7 separate regions of the Mus musculus genome follow, and regions 2, 3, 4, 5, 6 and 7 are each linked to region 1. A link is a contact called in public Hi-C, HiCAR-type, HiChIP or PLAC-seq and promoter capture Hi-C data. All regions are on one chromosome and are shown on one strand. The core of a region is the stretch at or near the end of the contact, and the rest is flanking DNA. Distances in the headings are between cores, read along the strand shown. Region 1 holds the start of Rpl37a (ribosomal protein L37a). Region 2 overlaps Tns1 (tensin 1). Region 3 has its middle 38 kb from the start of 6030407O03Rik. Region 4 holds the start of 6030407O03Rik (RIKEN cDNA 6030407O03 gene). Region 5 holds the start of Atic (5-aminoimidazole-4-carboxamide ribonucleotide formyltransferase/IMP cyclohydrolase). Region 6 overlaps 6030407O03Rik (RIKEN cDNA 6030407O03 gene). Region 7 overlaps 6030407O03Rik (RIKEN cDNA 6030407O03 gene).

The links. Promoter capture Hi-C pulls out the DNA fragments that hold promoters and counts their contacts. A called contact is a pair of places that touch in the nucleus more often than the background predicts. HiCAR-type assays count read pairs that join an accessible place to other places. HiChIP or PLAC-seq counts read pairs in DNA pulled down with a chosen protein or histone mark.
Region 2: a contact with region 1 is called in a promoter capture Hi-C map of liver, with 4 times the contacts expected there. The contact joins the enhancer-like site here to the promoter of Rpl37a in region 1. A contact is called at or near these places in 9 of 39 promoter capture datasets (the 3T3-L1 cell line, 3T3-L1-derived adipocytes, embryonic stem cells and 5 more), 1 of 484 Hi-C or Micro-C datasets (B cells), 7 of 115 datasets of contacts at active chromatin or transcription factors (embryonic stem cells, extraembryonic endoderm stem cells, forebrain and 3 more) and 1 of 9 other capture datasets (embryonic stem cells).
Region 3: a contact with region 1 is called in a promoter capture Hi-C map of hippocampal neurons, with 4 times the contacts expected there. The contact joins the enhancer-like site here to the promoter of Rpl37a in region 1. A contact is called at or near these places in 4 of 39 promoter capture datasets (embryonic stem cells, hippocampal neurons, liver and 1 more) and 1 of 115 datasets of contacts at active chromatin or transcription factors (astrocytes).
Region 4: an H3K27ac HiChIP or PLAC-seq map of extraembryonic endoderm stem cells shows a contact between it and region 1, with 28 times the contacts expected there. The contact joins the promoter of 6030407O03Rik here to the promoter of Rpl37a in region 1. A contact is called at or near these places in 9 of 39 promoter capture datasets (the 3T3-L1 cell line, 3T3-L1-derived adipocytes, cranial neural crest and 6 more), 2 of 15 datasets of contacts at CTCF or cohesin (embryonic stem cells and stem cell-derived epiblast-like cells), 16 of 484 Hi-C or Micro-C datasets (Th1 cells, cardiomyocytes, differentiating embryonic stem cells and 9 more), 19 of 115 datasets of contacts at active chromatin or transcription factors (astrocytes, embryonic forebrain, embryonic stem cells and 7 more) and 2 of 9 other capture datasets (embryonic stem cells and liver).
Region 5: a Hi-C map of B cells shows a contact between it and region 1, with 10 read pairs. The contact joins the promoter of Atic here to the promoter of Rpl37a in region 1. A contact is called at or near these places in 2 of 39 promoter capture datasets (liver and pre-B cells), 1 of 15 datasets of contacts at CTCF or cohesin (large pre-B cells), 5 of 484 Hi-C or Micro-C datasets (B cells, CD4 T cells and CD8 T cells) and 1 of 115 datasets of contacts at active chromatin or transcription factors (large pre-B cells).
Region 6: a HiCAR-type map of astrocytes shows a contact between it and region 1, with 6 times the contacts expected there. The contact joins the enhancer-like site here to the promoter of Rpl37a in region 1. A contact is called at or near these places in 6 of 39 promoter capture datasets (the C10 cell line, cranial neural crest, hippocampal neurons and 3 more), 1 of 484 Hi-C or Micro-C datasets (cardiomyocytes), 7 of 115 datasets of contacts at active chromatin or transcription factors (astrocytes, epiblast stem cells, extraembryonic endoderm stem cells and 3 more) and 1 of 9 other capture datasets (embryonic stem cells).
Region 7: a contact with region 1 is called in a Hi-C map of cerebellum, with 3 times the contacts expected there. The contact joins the enhancer-like site here to the promoter of Rpl37a in region 1. A contact is called at or near these places in 3 of 39 promoter capture datasets (hippocampal neurons and liver), 1 of 484 Hi-C or Micro-C datasets (cerebellum), 2 of 115 datasets of contacts at active chromatin or transcription factors (embryonic stem cells and extraembryonic endoderm stem cells) and 1 of 9 other capture datasets (embryonic stem cells).

The regions. Positions count from the first base shown.
Region 1 is chr1:72,709,006-72,713,093 of GRCm38.p6, forward strand. Rpl37a (ribosomal protein L37a) reads left to right here and starts at 2,255. Exons shown (of 4, transcript NM_009084.4): 1 at 2,255-2,318; 2 at 2,667-2,795; 3 at 3,137-3,219. The coding sequence starts at 2,316.
Region 2 is chr1:74,080,821-74,084,908 of GRCm38.p6, forward strand. The region is part of intron 1 of Tns1 (tensin 1); the gene reads right to left. Among named protein-coding and RNA genes, the nearest start is that of Gm31637, 13 kb to the right of the region's middle. Within about 2 kb of position 2,196, at least 98 of the 459 cell types and tissues checked have an H3K27ac peak or open chromatin away from gene starts, as enhancers often do. A contact at or near this core is called in 3T3-L1-derived adipocytes, embryonic stem cells, liver and 2 more, where this site is marked.
Region 3 is chr1:73,900,833-73,904,920 of GRCm38.p6, forward strand. No RefSeq gene overlaps it. Among named protein-coding and RNA genes, the nearest start is that of 6030407O03Rik, 38 kb to the left of the region's middle. Within about 2 kb of position 1,974, at least 44 of the 459 cell types and tissues checked have an H3K27ac peak or open chromatin away from gene starts, as enhancers often do. A contact at or near this core is called in hippocampal neurons, where this site is marked.
Region 4 is chr1:73,862,203-73,866,290 of GRCm38.p6, forward strand. 6030407O03Rik (RIKEN cDNA 6030407O03 gene) reads right to left here and starts at 2,264. Exons shown (of 9, transcript NR_045311.1): 1 at 2,173-2,264; 2 at 457-914.
Region 5 is chr1:71,555,247-71,559,334 of GRCm38.p6, forward strand. It overlaps Atic (5-aminoimidazole-4-carboxamide ribonucleotide formyltransferase/IMP cyclohydrolase), which reads left to right and starts at 1,910. Exons shown (of 16, transcript NM_026195.3): 1 at 1,910-2,028; 2 at 2,251-2,377; 3 at 3,980-4,056. The coding sequence starts at 2,010.
Region 6 is chr1:73,742,626-73,746,713 of GRCm38.p6, forward strand. The region is part of intron 6 of 6030407O03Rik (RIKEN cDNA 6030407O03 gene); the gene reads right to left. Among named protein-coding and RNA genes, the nearest start is that of Gm29183, 82 kb to the right of the region's middle. Within about 2 kb of position 2,141, at least 77 of the 459 cell types and tissues checked have an H3K27ac peak or open chromatin away from gene starts, as enhancers often do. A contact at or near this core is called in astrocytes, epiblast stem cells and stem cell-derived neural progenitor cells, where this site is marked.
Region 7 is chr1:73,722,891-73,726,978 of GRCm38.p6, forward strand. The region is part of intron 6 of 6030407O03Rik (RIKEN cDNA 6030407O03 gene); the gene reads right to left. Among named protein-coding and RNA genes, the nearest start is that of Gm29183, 100 kb to the right of the region's middle. Within about 2 kb of position 1,896, at least 21 of the 459 cell types and tissues checked have an H3K27ac peak or open chromatin away from gene starts, as enhancers often do. A contact at or near this core is called in cerebellum, where this site is marked.

The DNA.
Region 1 (4,088 bases), core at 1,005-3,504:
TAGGTTACACTTAGGAATATATATATAGAGAGAGATAAATGAATACAATAAGCAATAAATTGTTATAATGCTATTAGTTTGAACAAGAGTAAATTGGAGTATAGGGAAGGGTATGGAGGGAAGAAAGGAAAGGGAAAATGATTTAATTATATTATAATCTTGAAAATATCCAAGAAGTTTTTAAAAAAAAATAAAAAAGCAAGTTAAATCCAGTAACTCCCTTAGGCTGTCTTGAACCCCTTAACTATACTCTGTAGAAACCTTTTTTTGTTTGTTTGTTTTTACAAGTTAAAAAACAAAAATAATACAGTGTAGGGTTTTTCAGTCTTGGCACAGACCAGGTGTGATGTCTGAGTACATGTGTGTATGTATGTGTGTGTGTAGTTGTCTATGCATAAATCATTGTCCTCTTCCTCACTAGAGGATAACGCCACCCTTATCAAATGTCTGCAGATATTGCTGTGTCCTGGGAAGGAGAGGGTAAACAAGATCTCCATGGCTGAGAACCATTTATGAAGTATATAGCAACTGGCATGTTTTTAATAAGCTAGCAAAGAGAGAATATGCTACAATATGCTAGAAACTGGAGTATAACACACATAATGGCATATACTGTTTTATGGGATTCTTGATTTTACTAGATTTGTATGAAGTGGGTCGCTGTGTAAGATGTCTTTCTTACAATGAATTAGAGTCAAAAAGACTAAAAGTCACTAAAAAGAGCAATGTAACCATCCTGGGCCTGTATTTAGCTACTCAAAAAGCTGGCATGGCAAGATAAAGGACTACCTGAATTGTAAAGGGAGTTCAAAGTTGGACAACTTAATGAGACCTTGTATCAGAATAAAAAATAAGAAAAGGCTGGGTATACAGTTCAATTATAGTAACTTGGGTAGTATGTATGAAGCCCTAGGTTCAATCCCAATACAAATAAACACATAAATAAATAAACACAATCTCAAATTATGGTAGACTCATAAATGCTAGCCCCAAATTACATGTTCCAAGAGGAAAACAAAACAAATAGAGGAAAAATTAAATAAATAATGTACAAAAATACTTAAGAATTAAGAGTTTCACAAACTTTCACATTACAAAGAGAATCAGTTCTTTTTTTAAAAAAAAAAAAAAGACAAATCTTTCCGAATATTTATTTATTTTCTATGTATAGATATTTTTCTTGTACACATATCTGTGGACCACGTGAGGTCACAAGGAGTCTCCTAAAAGTAGAGTTACACGCACTTTTGAGCCACCATGTGGGTGGAAAGCAGAGTCAATGAGCCCTCTTTCTAGCCCCAAGACAGACTTCTTTAAAATCAAACACTAACATCATTTCCCACTGGAAATCTTAAAGTTTAAGAAAATCTTAGGAGAGAGAAGTGTTTAAAAATTTCAGAGCCAGGCGTGGTGGCACACGCCTTTAATCCCAGCACTTGGGAGGCAGAGGCAGGCGGATTTCTGAGTTCGAGGCCAGCCTGGTCTACAGAGTGAGTTCCAGGACAGCCAGGGCTACACAGAGAAACCCTGTCTCCAAACCTCCCTCCCCTCCCCCCCAAAAAAAGAAAGAAAGAGAACCACCACTTTAGGGTCTTGGGTTCAAGTAGCCTCTATTCCTTACATTATCCCCAGAACTCTGATCAGCAACATTTCGTAACTCTTTTTTTTTTTTTTTTTAGATTTATTTATTTATTATATGTAAGTACACTGCAGCTGTCTTCAGACACTCCAGAAGAGGGCATCAGATCTCATTATGGATGGTTGTGAGCCACCATGTGGTTGCTGGGATTTGAACTCAGGACCTTCAGAAGAGCAGTCTGCGCTCTTAATCGCTGAGCCATCTCTCCAGCCCATTTCGTAACTCTTAATCGTGACGAATATGACTGTCTCCCAGCCGAACTGTAACTCGGCCTGGGAGCGGATCCTAGGCGTTTACTATGGCCAGCATCTAGCACCCGGCCTGGCGATTTTCCGAAGTATAATATAGTGGGAAGGCAATGCGCCTCAGTCACAAACGTCGCGCTTTAAACACTTAAAGGCAAGCCACCTAAAACCCGTCTCTTCGCGAGCAGAACGCAAGAAATCGCATCTGCTCTGCAGAACTTTGGTTATGTGTAAGCTAAGAAGGATGTGCTTCCAGCTCGTGAACCACTTCTGCGCATCTATGCATTTCTCAGTGGAGACAGCGAATAAACCGCCAGAACACCGAGTTCACTTCCGAGAGAGGAGGTCGCGTCACTTCCGCTCGCCGGTCTAAAACCGCGCATGCGCATTGCGTCCCTTCCTCTTCGGACTTGGGCTTGGGTTCCGGCGACATGGTGAGTGTCTTCGTAACCGCTTTGGAAGTCGCTATCCATCGTCATCTGCCTTAGTCTCCGGCGTCCCGCTCTCAGCCCACCTCGGGTAGTCTGTGCTGTCCCTGTCCTGTCTGCTGTCGGGCTTCTCCCGGCGTCTGGAGCCCCGTACGCGGCCGGAGGCGGCTCGGCGGGGCTTGGCCCAGCGCGGTAGTTAATGCACAATCTGGAGCCTTTTGGCGCTCTGTGGGCGCCTTCCTTGATGGTTGAGCTTGAGGGAAAACAGGATTCAGCCGAGTTTGTGCTCAGCGGCGCGTTGGCGTGCACCGACTGGCTCAATGTCTCTGCTCCGTTCCTTTCCTCTGTCAACAGGCTAAACGCACCAAGAAGGTCGGCATCGTCGGCAAGTACGGGACCCGCTATGGTGCCTCCCTCCGGAAAATGGTGAAGAAAATTGAAATCAGCCAGCACGCCAAGTACACTTGCTCCTTCTGTGGCAAGGCAAGTCGGCCTCGGGTTAGGGAGGAGGGTGCCATTGCTCCCGAGCTAAGGCGGTTTGGGCTCGCTTTTTGCGGAGCATTCGTTGTTTACTTGCAACTAGTGAGGAACTTAAGGGTGAATGGTTTGGAGAGGAAAAAGTCCGATCTTGGGAAATTGATAGCGATGTCAGCGCATCTGTACCAACCCCAAAGAGGTCTGTTTAGCCTGTAAATAATACTCTGCTTGGGTTACTAGAATTTAACTGCTAATGGATAAGCTGGCTTTTCCATAGTTTACTCTCTGGAAGTCTCAGGGATTTTTTTTTTATATATATTTCATAACAAGATCTTAACTACTTACAGACCAAGATGAAGAGACGAGCCGTCGGCATCTGGCACTGTGGTTCCTGCATGAAAACAGTGGCCGGTGGGGCCTGGACCTACAAGTGAGTGTTTTCTCCTGTGGTATAGGAAAGGCTATGGACTGCACAGCCCGTGTTCCAGGTCTGGTGCATATCGGATTTGTTTTAGTTTAAAGCAAATCATGAGTTTGGGTTTAAAAGTTAATAGTTTTTGGTCAGGGCTATACAGTGAAACCCTGTCTCAAAAACAAAGTTATGGTTATAGATAAAAGCTCAGAGCCGGGCGTGGTGGCGCACGCCTTTAATCCCAGCACTCGGGAGGTAGAGGTAGGCGGATTTCTGAGTTCGAGCCCAGCCTGGTCTACAAAGTGAGTTCCAGGACAGCCAGGGCTACACAGAGAAACCCTGTCTCGGGGGAAAAAAAAAAAAAGAAGAAGTTCAGACTTTGATTCTCATATTCCTTTTGAATTGTACAGTCACCATGCTCTTTGGAAAATTACAGTTGATCTAAGTCCATTGGTGTTTGTGCTGGACTTGACTTAACACTACAAGTTATTTCTATAAAATGGTTTGAGGTTAATTGACTCGGGATTGTATAGAACATTGGAGGCTGTTTGGGCATATTTAGTGCTATGACCTTGACAGAGCCAGATGTTGTTGAAATGAAGCCTCCTGTCATTGTTTGCTTTGTTCTTAAGAGCTTTAGCATCTCAAACCAACAGCTGCCCCTCCACCCCTGAGTTTGCTGGCCAGAAGTCTGGTATCCAAGTGGTGTGGTGTTTTTATACTTCCAGCATGGCCCTCTGAGTGTGGCTAGTTGCTGAGGAGGTGAACATGTGGGTTGCAGTTTTTCTTGACGCCTTGGTATTGAAAAAACAGTCTGAGTGTGTTTAAGAGCAGCTTGAGTGCACAAGGAGTAGTGGTAGCAAGTGCTCTGTCCTGATAGGTGACTG
Region 2 (4,088 bases), core at 946-3,445, 1.4 Mb after region 1:
TCTTGAGAAAATATATTTATATAGTATGTTAAATTTCCTGTTTGTTTGATTTCTTTGAGCCAAGATCTCACCTTGTAGCCCTGAAACACAGGATCCTTCTGCCTCTACCCAACCCCCCCACCCCCGCCCCCTAGGTGCTGGGATCACAGCATGAGCCACAACTCATGAAACAAATTCCTTCTTGAGACTACACAACCAATTGTGTGAGAAAAGCAACAGGTTGGAGTGTTGTTCTTCTATCTGACCTGCCAAGTGTACCTAGGCCAGCAGGTCTCTCTCTCTCTCTCTCTCTCTCTCTCTCTCTCTCTCTCACACACACACACACACACACACACACACACACACACACACACTTCCCGTCCAGACAGCACTACAAACACACACTCACCAAGCTCTGACAGTCAGTCCTTTGTAACCACACAAGAGAGCTCACTCTAGCCAATGGTTCTCAACCTGGGAGTCGAGACCCCTTTGAGGGGTCAAACGACCTTTACACAGTCATCACTTAAGACCATCAGAAAATACAAATGCTTACGTTATGATCCATAACAGTACCAAATTACAGTTATGGAGTAGCAAAAAAAAAATTATGGTTGGGGGTCACCAAGACATGAGGAACTGTATTAAAGAGCTGCAGCATTAGGAAGGTTGAGAACCACTGATCTAGAACATAAAGCCCTGCACAGGCACGACCCGCTGTACAGCTCATTCCACACGTAGACTACAGAGTCTCCCACCCTGGGGACTCCTCGAGGAAGCATGCCCTGCCTGACATAGGTCCCTCCTCTACAGGAACTCTCCAGGGAACAGGCTCAGCTGGAGCCCTTTCTGGGCACACACCCAGGCCAGGTCGTGGACACTGCAGTGTGCAGAGGGATCTCATCACACACCTTGTCCCTGAGCCTCCCAGCTCTGAGCCAGGGCCAGAGGAGACAACTTGGCTTGGAGGAGGAAGAGTGGCCCACACACTAAGCAAACACAGGCTCCTATCTGACAACACGGAGGAGGTTCTGGGTGCTACCAAAACACAGAGAAATGCAGGCAATAAGAGACTGGATCAGAGGCAGCAAGCCAAAGAGACAGGAAGAAATAGACAGAGGGAGGAGGAGGAAGCTGTCTGAGAATGAGACAAGCCACAGAGAAGATAAGGGAAGAGAAAAAGAAAGGCACAAGCCATGAGTACACAGAGAGCAAGCATGAATAGAGGCACACAGCTAAGAGGGAACCAGGAAACAAAGAGGGACAGACAGAAGGACCCAGGAGCTCCCAAAGGCCACATCAGGGAAGAGCTGAGGCTCGGGACACAATGATAGCCGTGGCTTCAAAGAGCTCATTGTGAGGCAAATAATAAACGAAGAAATCAAAAGGTGGTGGAAGATTAAAAACAGAATAGAGTCTCCAAGCTCCTCCCCACATTGTACAAATAAGTTACAAAGGATGAAACGGGGTTTGGAGGCACAGCTGTAATCCCAACAGCCTGAGTTCAAGGTCAGCCGGAGACAGACCTGAAGCTGCCTCAGAAATAAAGTGGGAGATAGGTTTCCCGGACAGATGCCAATCAAGTGATCAAAGTAAGTTACTGTCACCCGGGACGAGATGAATGGAAGTGGTACCCGTGGGATGGCTGACCAAGTGTAGAGTATCACTCTCTGACAGTCCTGCCAAAAGCCACAACCTGAATCCAATCAAGAGGAAACATCAGGCTGACACAAGCTGAGGCACAGTCTACAAATGAAATGGCCCGGAGCCTTCACAAGTGACAAGGTTACGAAAGTCACGGGAAGACAGAGATTCCCAGACAGGAGGCGACTCCAGACACGGCAGCTAAAAGCAGTGGCTGATTCTGAACTAGATGTTTGTGGTGGCCTTAAGGACGTCTCAGGGACACCCAGTGAGACACCACAGTGTCTGAGAATTAGAAGGCAGTGGCATCTTCATGCCATCAACCTCTGATGTTGGCCTCTGTGTCCCCTGAAACGGAGTCCTCGTGAGGTCAAGGAGGTATTCAAAGTCGAGTGGGGGGCAGCAACTCGCTCCCCCAAAGTTCAGGAGGGAAAGATCTTTGTGCCGAGTGAGTTTGCAACCATTCTGAAGCTTAAGATTGTTTTGAAATCAAAGATAGCCAGGCAGACTAGGTGAAAGGCAAGAGCAAACAGACAAGTCCAGGGCAGAGGTAAAAGCAAAGCAAGAAGAGGTTGAAGGCGTCAGCAGCGCCTCCTGGTGGTCATACTGAGCAGCAGCACTCCCCGAGCCGGTCCTAAATACCCCCCAGCTCCAGCCAGGAGTCTACCATTCCAGTCTACTGCCTGGGTTCAGTGAGGGTAGGGGCCTCCATCCCCTTCCAGTCTGCTGTCTCTCCTCCCACTTTCTCATCTCAGAGTTTGGTTGTCAGATTTCCTGGTCAATTTTGTCAGACATACTGGGGAGGGGCCCCAGCCATGGTGTGGGGTGGGAGGTGGAACAGAGAGGGAACTTGCAGTCCAGTTGGAGAGTGATGTGAGGGAGGCAGGCAGGAAGTCCCAGGCCTCTTTCTTCCTCCCCACTTAAAGAAACAGAATTTGACATTCTAGATAACCTTCCAAAACTCCCCTCCCTATACCCCCAAGTCCAGCCCTTTTCCCAAAGCCTAAGGAAAAGTCCCTTTTCCCAGAGCTCTGGAGTCCTTACAGCCTAGTGGGTAGGAGGGGGCAAGTGACGCCTTCCAGGCTGTTAAGAGACTATCCAGACTCATGCCTGGGACTGTGATACCACTGTCCCATCTGTCCTGGAAAACCTGAGTCTATAAACTTGCCCACAGTGGACCCGGAGGGCTAATGGGTGGTTCCAGGACTCTGACCTCCTCTAAGCAGTTCTGGGTGACTTTCCCCTCATCTAGCTCTGATGGAAGAACAGGCCTGGAATACACTGGGGCTGTGTAGCCGAGTGCATTGACAACCTTCTCTGGACCTCAGTACAAGGCGAAGCTTCGAGCTGCGGAGGGAGGGGGTGTGCTGACAGCTGTGGGGAGCAGAGAATATGAGGACACGTTAGCCCCCTAAGGACAGACTATAAAAATCTGTGTGAGGAAAAGTCAGCTCCATCATCCCCAATGAGAAGCAGGCCTCAGCTTCCCACACTAGGAAGTAGGGTATCCAGGGATGCTATAGAAAGGCTCAACACGTGGATTCTAATGTCACAGGATGTTGGTGGAGATGGTTTAGGGTGGGTTAGCCTCCTCCCTCTGATACCCAAGGACGTCTCAACCCTACAGACCAGAGTCAGAGCTTGCTACAAGAGCAGATTGGTGTTTAAGTCTGGCTCACCCTGCCCCGCTCGCCCATCTGGGACTGCTCCCCAGGTCCAGGCAGAGGATGAGAGTGAGCCCCATAAAGCCCACAAGCCCATAAAACATGCAGTGCCATCCAAGGACGGTGGCTTGTTAGGACAACGATTGCTGTCTTCCTGACAGGCGGCAGACAGCCACATGGGGCACAGCCAGGCCCTGCCCTCCCTGGATTAACAGGCAAGCCCAGAGGCAGGAGACATGGCCACAATGAAGGGAGGGGTGTCCTGGTGGCTCCAGCACTGTCCCACCTCCCTGCAAGCCAGAGTCAGAGCAAGGGAGCAGGGAAGGGATCCAGCTGGAAGCCCTGCTCCCCAGCCCTCAAGCCCCAGCAGCAGAGGGCTTTCAAAGCCTAAGGCCTTGGCCCATCTCAGCCCTTCCCTCTCTCCATTCAGCCAGCCAGAGGGTGTGGCACAACTGGCTGGACCATCAGGGGCTCTAGCCAGGCCTTGGTCCTGGTTGGGAGGAACTGCTTGCAGACAACTCCCTTCCTCGAGGGGCAGAGAGGCAAAGGGCTGTGTGCTAAAGAGGTCCACCCACTGTGAGAAAACCCCCAGTTCTGCCCTCCTCTGAGGCTAAACAGCTCTGGGTGGCCAGAAAAGACAGAAGTCTTCTAGCCAGAGAGCTGGGCAGCCTGGGAGATGGGATGGCCAAAAGCTGAGATAGGCTTTACCCTCTCCCTGTGACCCGGCCACCAAGGTCCCCTAGCCCTTAGTCGGGGAGTCTTAGTGCCTGCTCTCAGGCTTCTTCCTCCAAACCTCACCTT
Region 3 (4,088 bases), core at 724-3,223, 1.2 Mb after region 1:
TGCCTGGCATACACAGAAGTGGATGCTCACAGTCAGCTATTGGATGGAACACAGGACCCCCAATGGAGGAGCTAGAGAATTACCCAAGGAGCTGAAGGGGTCTGCAACCCTATAGGTGGAACAACAATATGAACTAACCAGTACCCCCAGAGCTCGTGTCTCTAGCTGTATATGTAGCAGAAGATGGCCTAGTTGGCCATCATTGGGAAGAGAGGCCCCTAGGTTTTGCAATCTTTATATGCTCCAGTACAGGGAAATGCCAGGGCCAAGAAGTGGGAGTGGGTGGGTAGGGGAGCAGGGTGGGGGGAGGGTATAGGGAACTTTCGGGATAGCATTTGAAATGTAAATAAAGAAAATATCTAATAAAAATCTTTTTTAAAAAAAGAAAGAAAACAAATCCTACCCAGATATGACACCTAGCCACCTCACCCTCTCTAGCATAATAACCCTGAGCGCAGTTGTGGCACCAATAAGTTGAAAGAAAAGACTTAATAGAGGTGAGGAGAAAACCCAGGGATGTTCAGAAGCCACACTTAAGGAGAAATGACAACAGCCGGGACATTGCATGCCCAGTGTGACAAGGGCACTGTTGTTCTTCTCTGACTCCTGCATTGATGGTGGAGGGCACAGGCCATGCCCTGTTCATCTCACATCCTGGGATGCTGGCACAGGGTTGCATCATGCCAGGAACCTGCATGTGACCTTTGCTGCTCTCATTAGTTGTCTTGGACCCTAAGACTCTCTAGAGGAAATCACGCTTATTGTAGTGAGTCACAAGGCAGTGTCTCTGGGAGCCCTACCCTCTGCTCCTAGATGCTGTGCACAAATGAGCCTGACAGAAGTAGATCTCATCTTCTGGCTTCTTCTGAGTTGAAGTACCAAGATATTGCCACAAGGGGGCACTGTCCCCCTTCCCACGCCACTGCAGCTCTGAAAACTGGTTCCTTTCAGTCTAGGTGAAAGAGTCACTCTGCGTTTCTAAAGGAGGGTAACCTGCTGTGACTAGATAGTAAGCCACCACTGGGTGGTTGGTGGATATCAGCTTGAGCTTGCACAAGCTGCCTCCTTAGCTTCTCCTTCCCTGAGCATCCTGTCGACTCGTGCACTTTTTGAACCCAGAGCATCGACAGACCCTCCGGAGCCTGGTGATGCAGGATGCTGGCTTCTCAGTACCGTCTTGGGTTTTTTTTCCAGCTGCTGCTACCGAGGTCAAGTTTTCTTATGCAGCTCAATCCCAGGCCTGGATTCTCCAAGTGCATCCTGGAGATGGTAACCAGCCCTCCCAACCTCCTCATGGCCCTTCTAGAATTACTTGCCCTGATCTGTGGACCAGCCAAAGCTTCAATCATAGAGGGCCAACTGTAGGCTGGCTGCAGGAGGATGGACAGACAGACCTTGCCTATCCAGGAAGTGAGTTTATATTATAGGCAATGCTGGGCTAGGAAGTACCAGAGATGCCAACCCAGAGACTCATGGTAAAGAGGCCATAAGTAGCCCCCAGTCATTGACTGCCTATCCAGGGCTCCTCACTGGCTCCTGCCACCTCAGTGGACTCCAGCATGAAGGCTGAAGTTGGAATTGGGAATTGAGTGGGGGGGGGGGGTGCGGGGGCGGTGTGAAGCTGGCTCAGCAACTGCCCACTTTTACTTCCTCTTGGAAGAGCCGCAACTTCCTATTTGGCCACTGGAGGGCGCCTTGGGATCATGAAAACGCTATAAAATGTTAACCAACGTGGACTTGAGGGCCTAGACGAGAAAAGGACTTCAGACTGAGCCCTGTCTGATCATTCCAGATGTTCTCCGCATTCTGAAAGCCATCCTTTCTCATTCCAGAAGATCCTTGGAAAGAGACGGTCCTGCGGTTTCCACTCCCCCCCCTCAGCAACTGTAGCTAGCTTGGTCTACTGATGCTTCTTCCAGTGGGCACTAAGGAAGGTTGCCTGGGAGACCCGCATGAACGAGAAACATGGATCCAGACCCAGAGACTAGCGTGGGAGAAGCAGACAGGAAATGAAAAATGGAGGTGCTGGCATGCGGAGACTGGGCTGGGGCCGGGAGGGACGGAAGTGGGAGTTTGCCAGCCATTCTTACAGGTTGCAAGCCTCCATGGAGATTAAAAAAAGAATGAATGAATTGATTAATTAATCAATTCATTCATTCATTAATTTTTAAAAACAGCACCCCATCTCTAGTATCTTCTTACCTGGCCCAGCTACCACCTCCCAGATCCAGTCTAGGATTCTGGGTTAGGAGAGGCAAGGAGGAACTGGAGAAGAGGAAGGGCGGTCAGGTGGCAGTGTCACCACCAAGCACACACAGAACTCTGAGGCCACCTGGAATTACATCGCCCTCACAGTTACAAGGCCCTACCTGCTCTTCATTCCCTTATCTCCGTGGCAACAGAGCTCTGCTGTTCCTAGCCTCAGCAGCCTGGCACTAGGAAACACAGCCTGTCTGTCCCTCCTGGCACCTGCTGATGTCACCGCAATAAGAAAGATCTATTCCAGTGACAGCGACTGTGTCTCAAAGGCATCCCCACCCCTGCCCTCCTTCCCACAGATGCTCAGGGAAACCATTGTGAAAGGAGGCCACCCTCCAAATAGTGTCTGGTTATGCCTCAGTTTCCACTCCAGCCTGGACCCTCATTCCTAACTGCAGTGCCCCACACCCCAAAGTCTCTCTCTCCACCTGCAACCTTAGCACTGCTGCTGCCCCTCCTCTAGGGTGCTCCGTACGCATACATCCACATTCCTGGGTTCTCCTTCCCACACTCTGCCTTTTTAAAATGTTTTGCTTGTCATGCTCAAGACCCTCTACTAGTAACACATACACATACAGACACACACACATACATACACATAAACACACATACATACCACACAGACACACAGACACACACACACACACACACACACACACACACACACACACACACTGGTCTATGGTTTGTAAACACTTCTAACCTTTATGGTCTGAGATTGCTCACCCACAGAAACCTCCTACCAAGACTAGCCAACAGCTAACATGTGCTCCCCCCGCCCCGCTCCAGTATACATAATAAACATGCTGAAGTTCCCAGTTGTTACAGTAGCTGCTCTGGTCATCTCTCATAGCCTGTGCAGCCCATCTGTGCCCAGCTTTTCTGTACACATGTCTGTGTTTCCATCTTCTCCTTCCCACAGTGCCTCCATGAGGTTTCCAGACTTAAGCCATTCCCTGTGCACCAGGAGAGGGTGCCCCACCTGGCAGGCACTGCCCTAGGGCTTAAGGTAAACCACTCTGTGCCCTCAGGGACTTAAGAGTCTAGCGAGGAGAGAGAAAAGGAGGTCAAATAAAGAAATACCGAGCGTAGGTAATAGTTACAGTTTTTCACTTTGTAAATTACTATGATGAGGTGTAAGGTAGGTGTGTGTGTACGATGCATAGCATGTGTGCCCCAGTGTGTTCCCCCATGAGCACATGAGGAAGCCAGAGATGTGTATAAGGTTTCTCCCTTTATGGCTCTCCCCTTAGTCCTTCAATACACAGTGTCTCACTGGAAAAAAACAAAACACTACTTTGGCTAGGCTGTCTGGTTAGTAAGCTCTCAGGACCCTCTCAATGCTGGAGTTACATGCCCACACAGCCATGCCCAGCTTTTTATGCGGGGCCTAGGGATTTGAACTCGGGTCCTCAAGCTTGCCTAGCGAGTGCTCTTTCCCACTGAGCCATCTCCCTAGGCCCCAGTTATGGTTTTACAAGTAAAATCACTCCATTGCAACAGCCACCCTTTATAAGTACTGTACCCTACACTGAAGTATGAAAGCAGAAGCACACAGGAAGGCCTGGCAGCTAGTAGGAATGGAGGCCACACTGGAAACACCACAAGCTGTGCCTTTAACCACTGTCCTGCCTGGCCTTCAGATGAATGTCCAGTTCCAGCACAAAGGCTGCGACCAGGGGGATGCATGGGGCCAGCTGCAACCCTCCGCACTGCTCACCCAGAAGGCTGGACTCCCACTGTGGGACAGGCCACCCCTGCTCTCCCCAGACCTGCCTGACCCACTTGCAAACTCCGTGGTGCCTGTGGTACTGCCGTGTCTAACTGTG
Region 4 (4,088 bases), core at 1,014-3,513, 1.2 Mb after region 1:
GCCCCAGTATAGGGAATGCCAGGGCCAAGAATGGGAGTGGGTGGGTTGGGGAGCAGGGGATAGGGAATTTTCAGAAGGAAAACCAGGAAAGGGGATAATATTTGAAATGTAAATAAAGAAAATATCTAATAAAGAAAAAAAAAGGCAAAGTCACAGGAAAAAGGCAAACCTCCACAAAGCTGAGAGAGTGCATGCAACTAATACTTTGTAAGGCCTGGCCCTGAAACATGTCCCTTCCCGTGAGGGACAGCTGGCTAGGAAGTCTCACCCAGACCCCTGATCATGAGTGAAGAACCTCAAGGATAGTAGAATACTGGCAGCTTGCCTAAGCTAAGAGTCTTTTCAAATAAGGCTTTCACAAACTGCAAACGTTTAGAAATCAAAGCATCTCTTTAAGCAGCAGAAGGCAAATGAGGCCCCATCCCCCACTCCTCCCCTTCCCAGTCTGCTCCGCACCTCCCATCAATGGCTAGGGGACCTTAACACCTCTAAAGATGCAGGCTATAAAGAAGACAAACTGCTAAGCTTCCCGCCTCCGTGGACAAAGGATTGCAGACTGCCAGGGAAATTTTCAGACAGAGGTCCGGAAGTCAGAGCGACCAGCTGAGTGTCTGGCACCTGAGGCCACACCTAGGCATACGCAGGGTACTGCACGCTCCAGGCCTGGTCTGAGGCCAGCACGTTCTCTTGTGCACGTCTGCACTGCCTAACAAGATCTGGCCTCTGCCTTCCTCTGCTTGGGCCTCTCAGGGCCTCTCCGCACGGGTAGACACTACCCCCTGGTGGGCTTGGGCGCCCTGTGCAGGCCTTCAGGTCTTGGCCTCCAGAAGAGTTTGGTTTTCCTAAAAGAAGCCCCATCACGGAAGCTGTTGGGGGACTGGGATTCCATGGTGTGGGTGAGGGCCTCCGGGATCCTAGAAGAAGCGAAAGAAAGAAGCAGAGGTTTGGTGTTGCTCGCTAGCACTCTGAGATAGCGATGGAGCAACAGGAAGGTGACAGCGGCGGAGCTTTCTAGATATCGACACCTGTTGTGGGAAAGGAAAGCACTCCCTGCTGGCCAGAGGGGAAACTGAGACTGAGCCGTCACTTGAAGCCTGGGACTGAGGGATGATGGGACATGAAGCTGAGTGGTCCTTTAAACTTAGCAAATAAAAATCTGGAGACTGTAAATCTTTCGTTTACGATTAACAGTGAATGCTCTTTAGCAATGTACTAGCCATGCACAGCGAGCAGGGTATCTGTGCAAAGAGCCAGGGAACTAACTGATGCTGCATTGGAGATTACAGAGGAGTTGGGGATACAGGTGGAATGCCCCAAATTAACCTGTAAGCCTCACCTGCCCCGTTCATTAACCAGTTCACTAGTTAAAGCTACTAGGTCTCTTCTTAAAAGAAGACAAACAGGTTCGCCTTGCCCATGAGCTTCATATTAAAGAATAAACAGGTTTCAGATGGTTTCTGCTAAAGAAGCCTGCTTTACAATGACTGCTTTCAATAACGAGTACTTATGTCTTTGGTAAATGACTAGATGAAAAAATTTCGTTCTGAAATATATAAAGATTTGAGAATAAAAAAAACTTGAATAAGTTATAAGGATCTCAAAAATGATTGTGGATATATAGAAATAAAAAAGGTTTCGGATTCCTTTTCCATTCTATGCTGTTATTGCCCTGAAATTTGGGGGGGGGGGGTGTCAGGATTTGATGAAGTACCAGCTGTTTTACTACTCAGTCACAAGCTCAGGATTTTGAGTTTTCTTTGGTTATCTTCTAGATATAGACTTAGAGGTGCTTTTTATTGGGTTAAAATATCTCTATCCAATTATACACCTGGCTCTTTAAACAGAAAAAAATTTTTTTCATGTTCAGAGAAAAATGCTACAGTTCTTACTAAGACTCAAAGGCGTAAGTCTGCTGCTTCACAGAGTCCCATCAACTGCTTTCCCTACCATGTGAATTTCAATAAAATGGCAACGCTGATCTATCTCCTTTTATGAACTGAAAATTCGCATGAGCTTCAGGGAATCAGAGAAGTCGTAAGACTTGGATCCACCTACCAGAGTCAAATGGACTCCGGACAGTACAGCCTGAGTTTCTGTATCTGTCTGTCCCTAAGAATGGAGTTTCCCCTGGTCTTGGGATTCCTCCCCCTCCCCGGTAACACAAAAATTTACCTTCTGTCCCGAGTCTATATTTGTCTCAACAGATTTTCACTTGGCTGACAGACTTCATCCAGGGATGCAAACTGCAGAGCTCTGGACTTGCTGAAAATTATGTAAACCAGTCCAGCCAACATGATTGCTCCTTGTGCCTTCAGCTGGATCAGCCAATCCAGTGCTTCTGACAAATGCCCCATTGTCCAGCCTTTCACTAGCCTCTCAGTCTTCTGGGGCCCTGGCAACAACACCCTAATGTCAGCTGGAAGTAGTTACGGAAGAAAATATGTTGTCTGTTACCCCACCTAACAGGCTGAAAATGCTAAGTCAAAGAGAAACTCTGTGGCATAGAGGACAAAATGGCTACCTATAAGCTGACTGACACATCAGAAAAATGGGCCCAGATTTGTCAACTCGTAGATTTATTAACTAAAATAGTTCTACAATATGATAGGATACTTAACCTGCTTTATGCAAAATAAAAAGTATTATGTGCCTTTAAAAATATTTCTATACAAATCATTCAGGACTATAATTTGGCTGTACTCAAGAAACATTGCAAAAAGGGACCTGAGATAAAATAAATGACTGGTTTCCCATCCATGTCCAGGCTCCTTCTAGATAGTAACTCTAATGGTTAGTAGATCTAAAATATAAACAAGTACCCATCATAGGATCAAAGACTTGAGAGGCAACACCAGGGGGAATGTAATGCCCAAATTTAACCTGTAAGCCCTATCTGCTCAGGACAACAGGTAACTTCCTAGAATGCTGGGAACTGTAGTTCTTGGAAAATAACAAAGCCTCATGGGAAAGTACCATGACCTATAGGTTTGTCCTTATAAACCCCTTCAACATAACCCAGGGCTCAAGGCCACTCTCTGCTGAGAAATTTCAGGAATGGTCCTGACCAAAGCCCTTATCTTGGTCAGTATTTAATATTTAATAAAGCTTGCTTTTAAGCTTGCCCCAAAATGGTGAGATTGGTTTTGCTTCAACGAATCTCATGATTAACATAGCAAATAAGCAATATACTAGGAATGGTGATCCCAGTATCTCCCAAAGAGATAGAAGTGGGACATACAGGAGATAGAGCAACAACAAAAACAGGAGTCAGAGAGAGAAGAGGGAGGGGGGGTAGGAAGAGAAGAAGGAAAGGGAGACTATTATGGTCTGTATGCTTTTGTCTATCCAAGGGTCATACACTGAAACTCTAACGCCGATAGGATAGTATTAGGAGGTGGGGCTTTGAAGGGTAATTAGGTTTAATGAGATGGTGGGGGGTGGACCCCATGATACCATTTGTGTCTTTATAAGAAGTAGATCAGAGCTTACTGTCTCCATCTTGTCAGTGTAACTGGCCCTGCAGAAATGAAGACATTCTAAAGAGACAATTATGTCTCTTGCTCTATAAGACGACGGAAGCAATGGACCCCAGAGAAATGAGGGCTTCCCCAGGAATTTTATTCTGGGAGAAAAATAGGGCACCAGCCAAAAGGGGGAACTCATCTCCGGAAACAGACTTCACACAGTTCTAAGGACTTGTGAGACCTCCTTACAGAATGAGAGGTGAAGCCCAGTGACGTCAGTGGTGGGCGGGACCGTGCCTTCACCAGACCGATTAGATGTGCACATCCTTGTCTCTCTATTTAAACACTGATCCCACTTCAGGACCAGAAGGATGTGAGAGGTTTGCTTGGATCTCTTCCCAGTGTGGCCACATTAAATAACTCCCTTTCTTTGCTTTGCTTTTAATTAAGCACTTTTAATTGACTTATTGATGACAGGTAGCACTGACTTGGGACATAGATTGTGACACACACACACCCAACTTTAACAACATGACGACAGAAGATGACCAACTGACAACTAAGAAGAGAACATTCAGGGCACATAGGGAAGCACCAAGCCAACACCACAGCCCTGTGTCAGTA
Region 5 (4,088 bases), core at 660-3,159, 1.2 Mb before region 1:
GGAATCAAGGCTAATCACTGTAAATAGCTTTAAATAAAAGAAAGGAATGTGTCTTGCCCTGTTACCAGAAGCCCTAGTTAATTCAGTTTAATACCTTGGTTTTTGTTTGTTTGTTTGTTTGTTTGTTTTTAACTGGTGTTTTCTTACTGCCCCAGGGTATGTGTCTGCACTTTCTTCCCAAGTTGAGCTCCTGGGCAGGTAAGGAGGTCATAGCTTTCCTTCTTTATGTCCGGGAGAAAGGGCTAAATATTTGCCTATGTATTATTTTTTCAATGTGGAAAATGTCTAGTGTCTAAGCGCTGTTTATTTCCTTTTATTGTTTATTGCTTTCTCTGCTTTCTAGTTCCTGTAGAAATCTAATGTGGTTGGCCAGGGAAGTCCCCTGGAAGTCCAGGAGCACCAGGCTCACACATGTAAACAAACCTTCACGCAGGCAAAACACCCATATACTTAAAATAAAATTTTAAAGATAAGATAAAGAGAAATATTTCTTGGAAACACCTTTGCCCACTGAGCCACTCACTTGTTCTTCCTGAATTTTGACTATTTCATACCCTCTTATAGTAGCTAACTAAAGGCTGATTACAATCTTATATGCGTGGAACTAATTATTCTAATATCTGTCACCTTTTGTTGTTTGTTTAACATTTTTGAGACAAGGTCTTGCTGTTTCTTTGGCAGGTATGGGACTTAAAGTGTGGACCAAACTAGCTCCAAACTTGCAATGATCTTTCTGAACCTTGTTCACCTCTGTACATTGAAAGTTGTGAACACATCCTGAAGACACTCTCATGATCCTAATATATCTTCCTTAGAAACATGAGAGGTGTTCAGAGCAAGGAGTTAACACGTTCTGAGGTCAGAAAAATGAGATAGATATTTGATCAATAGATATTTGGAGAAGGAAAAAGAGATTGGACTATTAGAGAGGAAAGACAAGAAGCAGACTAGCATCCAAATAATAGGAAAATGGACTTTGCACAGATTGGGAGACTAGACTGGAAATAAAAAGCTAAGCTTTCTATAGAATTGTACAATTTTAGGCTCCTTTATAGAATTTTTAAGTTCTTTTTTGGAATTGTATTAAAGAACATTACAAAAGAAAACATAATCAAAAAATTAATTCTAAACATTAATGTTAAAAATAGGGCTGTTAGCCGGGCAGTGGTGGCACATGCCTTTAATCCCAGCACTTGGGAGGCAGAGGCAGGCTGATTTCTGAGTTCGAAGCCAGCCTGGTTACAGAGTGAGTTCCAGGACAGCCAGGAATACATAGAGAAACCCTGTCTCGGAAAAAAAAAAAAAATAGGGCTGTGTATACAGCAAGATATGTTTATTTTGTGCCAAAGGTGTCACTTTTATTAAAAAGAAGCAGATGAGCTCAATTTTGCTATTCCTATTTTTAATAACTTAAGTCTTGAAACCTTTACTCCTGCCACCTGGGCTTGAAGGAAAAGAGCATTTTACACATGGTGATCTTGATGTAAATTCCAGGCCATTTTATAATGTGGTATGAAAAACTTCAAATGACGGTCATTTTACTTCTTTGGGGCTCTCAACTGTGGAGGCAATGACTTCATGCGTAGGTCTCCCAGACCTGTAAAAGGGAGACCATAGCAGAAGGCTTCTCTAATCCTTTCTGACATCGTCAGACAGGGTCTGTTTAGTCCTCTCGCTAGTTTCCCCCAATCAGTGCTCCAGCCGCCGCGGCCCCACCTCCCGGGACCTCAGCAGCAGCACCCCAGATGCGCGCGAACCGCGAGTCCCCACGCCCAGATCTGGGTTCGGAAAGAGGAAGCCCGCGGCTACAGATCCCAGGCTCCGGAGTTAGCAGCCGCCCCGCCCAGCGGCGCCTTCCACCCTAGGCTGCAGCTCACTGGAGGAGGGGCGGGACCTCGGGGTCACGTGGGGTCGACACGCCCTGCCCACTGCTTCCTGAACCGCGGGGTCCGGCCTGCCTGCCTACGCACGTGGCCTGTCCGTCCCTTGACTCCGCGACCCAACGCAGCATGGCTCCGTCTCAGCTTGGTGAGGCCCTCGCGATGCATCATAGGGGTCCTGCCTGCACCATCCCCGCCACCCACTCATGCCGCTGGCCGAGCTGGGGAGGCCCCGGGCCCGGCCTGCAGGCTGGGTGTCCCCAGTGCTGGGCCCTGGGCCTGCAGTTGCATGAGTCCCCTTCCCAGGAGTCCTCCCCGGGAGATCTCGGTGCCAGAAGCCGCGAGTAATGAGAACTGCCTTCTCTTTCAGCCCTGTTCAGTGTGTCTGACAAAACTGGCCTCGTGGAATTTGCCAGAAGTCTCGCGTCTCTTGGTTTGAGTCTGGTCGCTTCCGGAGGCACGGCAAAAGCGATCAGGGATGCTGGCCTGGCAGTCAGGTAAGGCAGTAGGTAGCGTTAAAGGGAGAAAAACGTTGTGACCATATTCACCAGAAAGCCATGCAAAAAACTGACAAAACACAGGGAGAAGTTAGGTTAGAACTAGGGAGCCTTGAGTTTTAGAGTCCTAGCACCCAGCCACTGTTTGCAAACAAATTAACTTCGGAGGGCCATGTGTTATGCAGAATAAACACGAATGTTCAGGTTCCATGGCCTGGCTTTGACTGGTTGCACAGTTAGACTGTAACATCTTTGAAGATCTGTATCTCCCTCTTCATAGCCTCACCCATCAGAAAGTACCAGTGGCTCGATCACACTCATCTCCTGACTAACAGTGGGAAGGGTTTGACAAGAGATGTCAGGAGATGACCCTGAAGGTCTGGAAGGTAGAAAAGGAAAAAGACCTTAGTTCCCTGGCTGTTTTCATTGCCATTATAACTCTTGGTTTGTGGAGAATCCCTATAGAGGTAAATTATTCACCTCTTCATAACTCTTGTTTGTGTAAGCAGTACATAACCCCTGTACATTTGACAGCTTCAGACAGCAAGAATGCCTTTACTTAGTAAATGTCTTCAGTGGATTCTCTTGTGACTTATGGGAGTCCGGAGCATCAGGGACAGCAGACAAGTAGGCTCCTGTGAGGTGCAGTTGAGTTACTGTGGAGCTGGTATGGGTAGGCCATTGTTGCTGTGGCATTTACGATGAAGTACGAGGAGTTCTTGCATTGTCTATCGCCTAGTTTAAATGTTTCTCAGATGGTCATTCATATTTCCACGCCACTGCCCAGTATTTGCTTGCCCCGTTACGCCTTCTCGTATTCTTTTGGTGGTATGGAAGACTGACCCCAATGTCCAGTCCACTCCTGAGCTGTATCCCTAGTTCATTTTTTATGCTTTGCTTCAGAAACTTTTAAAACTTAGAGCCAGGGTCTCTGTAGGTTGCCCAGGCTGGCCTTGAACTTGTGATCCTCCTGCCTCTTCCTCCTTGAGTGAGTTGGAGTATGGATATCTTTTAGAAATTAGAACTATGTCCTGTTAAAGAGTAAGTGTTTTTGTTTGTTTATGCGGGTCCTGGTGCATGGGAGACAAACTTTGTACACCTGAGCCATATTTCCAGTCCAAACATATTTTTAATGTTTTTGTTGTTGTTAAATTCACTATAAATGATTCTCAGTAGAATCTCTTTGCTTTGTTTGTTTGCTTTTGGTTTTTCAGGCAATGGTTTCCCTATGTTGTCCTGGAACTTTATCTGTAGACCAGGCTGGGCTTGAACTCACAGAGATCCACTTGCCCCTGCCTCCTGAGTGATGGGATTAAAGACGTGTGCCACCACTGCCCTTGAATTTCATAATTAAAGGTTGTTAAGAGTCTGGACATTGTAAAGCCAGTGCTTTAATACCTAATTGATTTTCTAAAACATATCATTTAGGAAATATAACATTTTGCAGTATATGAATAACATTTAGGAAATCCAACACAGTGAAAATTTTTAAAGCTTTGCTTAAGTTGGACTTGAAAAAAAAACCTCTTGTAGATTTGGTGGGAGATGCTTTGAGTCCTGGAAAGTGATAATTCAGTAACTGTTTTATTACTCTGTTTTCAGAGATGTGTCTGAGCTAACAGGGTTCCCTGAAATGTTAGGGGGACGCGTGAAAACCTTGCACCCTGCGGTCCATGCTGGTAAGTGGTTGAGGGTTGTAATCCCTCAGTTT
Region 6 (4,088 bases), core at 891-3,390, 1.0 Mb after region 1:
TTACCTCCCAGACATTTATTCCGATACAAACTACTTTCTGTTAAGTATTACTTTACAAGGAACACAATCACCAGTAAAATATTTTAAAAGAAAATGAGGGGTTTCTCCTATGGAGCACTTTAATGGATCAAAGACTTCCTTTCCTAAAAAAAGAAAAAAGAAAGAAAGAAAAAATACCTGCATTTAAAAACAGTAAAACAGGGTGCCAAGTTGATTCTGAAGGACCATACCTTGTTAGGTTTCAGCTGTAAGAGGACTGTCTGGGAAAGGAAAAGATGTTACTTTCCTCACTCAAATGAACTCATCCCTGCAGCTGCCACTTCTGTGAGTCTAAATTTTATCTACTCATCCCTCCCCACTTCTCTCCTGAACTCCCTGTACGGACATTCACATTTGAGCTGGTGTGACTCTTGGCTCTTCGCTAAGTCATCAGTTAGTGAGTCATAAGCTACCTTTATCTTGGGTTTTCATCATTATTTATAAAATAACAAATTGATAAGAGGTGGATACTGTGAGGCTAAAACTGAAACAAATGCAAAGCACCTCCTACGCTGCCCAACACACCACGGCAGGTAGCCAGTAGGTAGCCAGTAGGCAGAAGCACACAGACCTGCATATGTGCCTTAGCAAGCTGTAGTCAACAGAGATAACCATTAGCTATTTTCATGCCTTGTGATTTCAACTCACTCTGGGGAAGTGGAAGAAGGTTTGTCTTTGGTCCCTGAACCATTTTTAACTCAACACACAAGAATCACAGTCATCCTACAATGACAGTTGTGTGGGGCACCAGGGCAGGCTGCCTACCCTCAGCAAGGGAGACCTGAAGAGTCCTTGTTATTTCTCCACAGCTGTGGTCACAAACCTTGCATGAGAGTGTGTACCATCAGAATATCAGTAGACCCAGAAGGGAGCCAAAGCAAGCATATGCTCAGTCAAGACACTATTTGGTAGAAGGTATCAAAAAATATCCTTACCTCCAAACCCAGAGAGGTCATATCTACAAATGGTCACAATCACTGGATCCCAAAAGAAGCCAAATGACACCAGTTCAGCTCCCTTCTTCCTGTTAGCTGCCCATGATACATCTCCTCAAGAGAATGGAGACATTTTGGTCTCAAATAGTGACTATATACACACTATGTTGGCAAGGGGGGTGGTGGCAATGGAGGTGACCTTAACCCCCTTCTGCAACTGCCATGGAGGAGTACACAAAACCCTCTACTCCCTCTCCCAGAAGCTGGTGGCAATGTAGGCTGCACCAGTCATGCAAGGAATATCTGCATCTACTGAGCACCTCCAGCCTCTACCCTGTAACTCGCCTACTATCTCTGTGTCCCTTGGGAATCTTCCCTAGATGGCCTGAGGTGTCACCTGCAGCTAGAATGTCAGTAGGCTTGTCTGGCCCAACATACTTTGCACGGTCACTGTATCTGGAAACCTCAAGCCTGGGCAGAAAGCTGAACAGCCTGGCCTTGCAGACAAGGACAAAGGGTCTGCAGAGCCTGAGCATTCCAGTCTCCCACGTTCAGTGGAAGGCGGGGAAGAAAGGTCATTAATGCAGACGGTTTATGTTTTCCCAAGCCAGCATTCCTCACAAACAGCTGTGTTTATACAAAGCTAGAAGAAAAGGAGGGAGGGAGGGGGAGGAGAGAGAGAGAGAGAGAGAGAGAGAGAGAGAGAGAGAGAGAGAGAGAGAAGAGAAAGGACTGAGGATGTCCTGAGGATGACATCATTCTGTGTTGTCTGCCTTGGCTGGCTGGCTCCCACGGGAGAGAGAGGGCTGCAGCAGGCTGGTGAGTGGGGTTGGTACCAGGTAAGTATAAGCAACTTGGCAGTACCTGCACACAATTAGGAACAGCATTTCCCTGCTCTCCCCTCTATCCACCCCACCCCCAGCTTCCTAATATATTTATGCAGAAAACTCTTTTTCCTTGTACCAGCACCCACCCTCAGAAGAAGGTTAGATTCAGGACTCAGGTTCACTCTTTCTAATCTCTTCAGCAACTCCCCAACCCCAGAAGAAAAGCCTGACAGGAGGCAGGGTCATTAAAGTGAATTAAAATGCATCCAAGGGGAGATTAACCCCAAGCCATCCCCATAGCAAACAAAGGCCTCTTTCACACAGACTCCAGCTCTGTAAGCAGAGATTAGGGAACAAATTCTCAGAGCCTAGAGGTAGGAGACAGGCTAGCACTTAACCTCCCTGGCTAGACCTCAAGAACTCAACTTCTGCCTGAGTCAGAAGCTTCCGTCTGCAAGTGGAAGGGGGCTTCAGAGCAGGACCTGGACCCCTGCCTGAAATACTTCATTGAGAGCCAGGTGTGTCCTTAACACAATACAGATGTAATGAAATGTGACCCTTTCCTAGATTCCTGCAGGGTCTAAGGTAGGGGGTCCTCCACAGCCCCTCTCAACCTTCTCTGCAACCCTTTTATTGAGCACCGGCTTTGTGTCGGGCTGAGCCATGACAAAGACTTGACCAGGATAGGCATCTTGCTGTGGAGGATCAAATTGAGGAAGGCAGGTTGGCTGTGAGTAAAGTTCACTACAACACAGACCGAAAGATGTGGGAAGTCTAGTAAAGATAGTACAGATGACCCTTCATCTGGAAGGCTCAAAAGAACATCAGAGGAAACAGTGACCCACAAACAGTCTTAAAAGAGTAGATGTTCAACCTGGTAAAGTTAGGATGGTGATGGAGACAGAGAAAAGGGAAGACATTCCAAGCATAGGGTGTAGAATGACCAAAGGCATCAAAGATTGAAAGAGCACATTGACTTTCCCAAGAGGAGCAAAGCATCTCAGTAGGGATGTTGCAAAAGATAATGGGACTATGTGCTGGTGGGAGGGGCTATGTGCTGGTGGGAGGGGTTATGTGCTGGTGGGAGGGGCTATGTGCTGGTGGGAGGAGCTAGAAGAATGCACTTCAGTGCTGTGGGTGGATTTCAAGCAAGGCCCACTGCATAGTCAGATGTGCACTATAGGCCGGTTGTACTAGGAAGTACACGAGGCTAAAGGCACAGAGACCAGTCCAAAAGCAAGCTTTAGAACCCAAATAAGAGTCTGTAAGGGTTGGGTGTGAAGTAGTGGCAATACAGGAGATATTTCTTCATGTGGCATATTAAAGAAAGAAAAAATGGAGTCAACTGTCCTTACTTGGATTTGATGCAGGAGGGAAGGTGGCTCTAAGGCTTAGGGGCTGGAGAGATGTCATCCCAGTTCCCTAAGCAGGAATTTTAAGGAAAGGAAGCTGTTGAGAAGATGTCTGTCACCTCTCAAGTATTTTCTCAGGTCTTTTACTAGTATTTCTCATATCTGTCATGACTTCACCTGCCGGTTCTGTGCGGCTCCCACCAGCTTGGACCAAATGCTTTCTGGTTTAACTTTCTGCCTGAATGTTAACTGCTAGCCCCATCCCTGCACAGGGCTCCTCTGGTTGGGATGGTTGGTGTGCCTAAAAAGTCTAGTAGACCAGAGGGTCTCAGCCCGTGGGTCATGACCCTCTTTGGGGTTGCATTTCCTATATCCAGCATACCAGGTATTTACATTATAATTCATAGCAGTAGCAAAATTATAGGTATGAAGTAGTCATGAAATAATCATATGGTTAGGGTCATCACAGCCTGAGGAACTGTTTCAAAGGGTCTCAGCATTAGAAAGTTTGAGAGGCGGTGAAGTAGACTCTCGGGTACACAACCCAGATGATGAACGTCCACCTGGTAAAAGACTCCCTGTCTTTGTAAAGCACAAATCTAGGCCACTCACTAGCCCATGGCCATTTTGCAGTACTCTTTGTTGGGGCCCCCACCTTGCTAGTTTTCTGTTCCTTTTTCTAAGTTCCTCCTTAGGATCATTTTCCAAAATAAGTCATTCAACACATATGACAGTTGATTTTATGTGCCAGCTTGGCAGCCTTGGTGCCCCAATGTATGTTCAAATACTGTTCTGGGTGTGTTCTGTGAGGGTGTTTTCAGAAACATGTGAGTAGACACTGAGTAGCACAGATTGCTCTTATCATATTGATGGGTCTCATTGAGTCAACAGGAAAGCCAACTAAGTGAAAAGATTTGCCTCCCACCCACCAACAA
Region 7 (4,088 bases), core at 646-3,145, 1.0 Mb after region 1:
GGACCCTTCTCCTTGTCCCTCTCTTTGTTATTTATTTCTTGTGTTAGGTGTGTGTGTGTGTGTGTGTGTGTGTGTGTGTCTGTCTGTCTGTCTGTCTGTCTGTCTGTCTGTCTGTCTGTCTGCCTCTGCATATGAGTGTGTTCCTTACCTCATTGAGTCTAAGATGGGCTAGTACATCAATACTGCTCAGAAACAAGGGACTCAGGACAGGACAGAATGCAATGTGTAAAACAAAGACATCTTATATTTTGAAGGTATGGGACCAGAGAGACTACATAGAGATATGAGAGAAGAGACTGAAGAGCAAATGTCCCTGGGTGGGAGTTCACTAGCAGGACCAACCCTGTTCATTGTTGGTTTTATGACCTATGTAACCCTTTAACCTCTATGTCTTCCTGGAATTGGCATCTTCACTTCAGGAATTTCAGGTCTGCCTTCCTTACAGCAAGAAAGAACAAATGAACTGCTGGGGATGGGGGTGGAGGGGATGGTTTCCATGTGGAAACAAAAACAAGTGCCCTTAAGGGAAGATGGATAGATCTAGGCAGCCTGAGAGCTCCAGCCAGGTTGGGCTGTCCCTCATGCTACTTTGTCCCTTGCAAGTTGCTATCTATCCATCTGAGTAGTAGAGAGGGGACCTGGAGAATGGAGAGAGACTTTTACTCATCTGTAGGATTTTGGCAACAGTAGGGTGTTTTTAGGCTATAAATGTGAGGGAGGTGGGTAAACATGGGCCAGGGATGGGCAGGAAGCTATTTCCCTGGAATCTGTCAGAAATTTGCTGGAGGTCCTGAGTGCATTCTTGGCACAGAGAATACTTAAACTCATGCGGACAAGAATAATGAAGTTCTAGAGAGTGCCAACAGTAGGTTCAGTTGCCCAAAGGAAGGAGTTGAGTATCCACATTCAACACAGAATTCCAGCTAAGTGCAGGCAACACACCAGGGTCAGGAGTGGATACTGGCCCTACCCAAAGCCCTCCCATAAGACCCTTGGTCCCTAGAGAGAGTAAATGAGCAAATGCAGATGTGTTGCTGTGATGTTCCTTCTCCAGCCACATTGGGTGACAAGGTGTTAGCAATGATGTCACCTATGACACTCATTCTGCTCAACCCAGCATCTGGCAGAGGTCATAGCGTATGTTCTAAAGGGCCAAGAATTATCTCATAGCAAAAACCTCTGATTCAACAGAAAGGACTGTCTCTGGGCCTCAGGAGGCTCCACTGATTTACACCACCATGTAGGGGCTCCCACTTGCTCTGAGGCTAAGGAGCCTGCAGACAGAGATATGGCTTAAAAACTCTGCAAAGAATTTAATGAATAATAGAGAATGTGGGTGAATGACCTGTGCTGTCTTCACTATACTTGAAAGTCACTGTAAAGGTCTTCCACTCTGCTCTTCAGATGTGTAAGTACAAATGATGCCTGACACAGAGTGGTCCTCATAGCCTGTGTGGATGGTGTCAATGAAAACAGAAACCCTTAGCTACGGATACTGAGTTTTATTTGCTGCAAGGCCAGAGTGAGGATAAAATAGATTGTATTTGTAAGTCTTTGAGAAATGGAAAAGTACTGAGGAAGTAATAGGCATTTCTAGCATTGTATAAATCCAATGCCCTAGCTTCTAAGGAAAGCTGTCTGCCAAAACAGTGTGGGGAGGTTAGGGCCAGATGCCCAAGCCTGCCTTTAATGCTATGCATATGGAATAAGTCACTTCATCCTTCTGAGCCTTTTATTTCTGGGTCTTAGTTGCCTTATATGGTAGTATAAGAGGAAGATAAATTAGGATGTTGTGTTCCTAGGACATTTGGGGATCTGTTTACACAGCCCAGGTAGCAGAAGGGATTTCTTGCTGATGTCGTGGTAGAACAGAAACCCTCAGGAGACTTGGAGGCCAGCCCAGGCTCTGCTACCAGCTCCCTGTAGGAGACACTTGACCTAATTTTCATCCTCTAACAGCAAGGTCATAAGACTCTAGGTTTTCCAAGTTCACTGGCAGTAATAATAGTCCATCACTCAATAACATCAGCTCAATCCAGGGGTAGCAATATCTACGATTGTGGACAAGCCCAGACACAGCAGCAGAGGGCTCAGTTCTGCACATTTTGTACTGGGTGACTACTTGAAGTCAGGTGTGACAGCTGATGCTTTGCCTTTGTCTTAGCATCTCTATGATTATGTGATGAAACATTATGGCAAAAGCAACTCAGGGGAGACGAGCTCATTCACAGATAAAGGGGAGTGTCTGTCAAGAAGTCAGAAGCCTGAAACCGCCTGTCACGGTACATCTACAGTCAAGAAGCAAAGAGTATGAATGCTTGTCTGATGCTCGGTTCCTGTCTCCATTTACACAGTCCAAGATCCCAGCCAGGGAATGTTGCCACCCACAGTGAGTAAGTCTTTCTACTTCAATTAGTACAATCAAGATGCTAATCACCCACAGGTAGGCCTAGTGATTCAAGATTCTTTCAACGTGACAATTATTACTCTCAGTTCTAGATAAGAGTAAGACATTCAGGTAAGAGATAAGAAAGCCTCCCAGCTGCCCCTTCTCTGCTTCCTCTTATTCACTCTGGTGAGATCAAAGGGAAACAGGAGACCACTTCTTTCTCTGACATGAGCATTCATAAGCACACTCTCAGCAGGGCCCTCAGGCAAGCATCAAAGCCTCACTCTCCTCATGGCTGTCCTCTCTACTAGTAAATGTGACACACAGCTTTGGGGTTGGCAGTTAGAAGAAGGAAGTAGGGCCAAGTGGAGGGGAGGGGAGGAATTCTCAGATCCCTGGAGGTTGGTCCAGCAGTTGCTGTGGAGAGCTCTTAGGAAGTCCTGCCATGACCAATGAGCTGAAAGGCACTTCTTGGCCTGAGCTAGCAGAGTCACACTTCCTGTGCCTCAACCACAGAGAAAGGACAGTCATGGAGAGATTATTGACTGAATTTCATTCTGGTATGTCACAGGCTCCTGGTTCGATCCTCTGAGCTCATTCTGGCATAGTAGTGTCTTCCATAGTTTCTGCCTACTGATTCTTTAGCCCATTTGACTTCTTCCATTGATAGAGGTTAGCTTACAAGATGGACGATTTCATGATGAGCACCTCTGAATTAAAGATAATCCCCCATCCTCTGAATCAAAACTGCTTCCAAGGAACCTTCTAAAATTTTCTAGAACAAAATGTCTATATGGCTATCACTTCACTCCTTAGCAACATGTCTAAGATATGACTTGAATTAGTAGATGTCCCTTCTCCGCAACCCCACTTAGCAGCCTTTCAGGGGAAAAGTGCAAAGAGAAATGACCAACCAGGTAATCCCTCAAGTCCCCATGACTCTAATATTCTAACTCTAAAGATTAAAAAAACAAACAAAACCCACAAATACGTACACCTATTTAACCAAAATCTGGGTTCAGCTTCTAGCCCCATGGGCTTCCCAAATGTCCATTTCTATCTGGGTTTACTTACTCAGTTCTCTCAGAGAAAGCAAATGAAGAGATAGATAAAAAAATGACTGAAATTTGGAAACTCCAGATTCTAGTCTCTACAGTGTGCCAGAACATTAACAAATAAATGACTACATGACCTTCATGATGTACAGTTAATATGTTCCTCCAATACCTTGACGCATGCTAACTATCATCTATGACCTTTGGCTTAGGTCATGGTAGACAGACCCTCTTACCTTCTTGCTAGGAAAATGTAAGAGAAAGTGAGCTACCTTGGAAAGTAAAACATTACTTTCTTGCCTAATCTCTATTGTCTTCTCTGGTTGAGACACTGGATTTGAAGGTGTTTTCAGATTTCCCTGGCAAGTTCCCTGCATATCCACAGAGAGTTGTTGATATCCCAGGGGCCCTCCTGCAAGCAGCAAAGAGGACAGGCAGCCATGTTACAGAGAAGGTTGAAAAGGAAGACAGCCCCTATAGGTAGCTCAAAAACCTGCTGGGACACGCTGTCAGCTGGTGTGGGCAAGCATATGCCATGGTAAAGAAAACAGCAGGGGTTGGCAAATCCAGATCCTAATAGTGACCAGAGTGTCATGCCTGCTCATTAAGATGCTGTTAGGACATTGGTCACCTGGTGGTAGCTT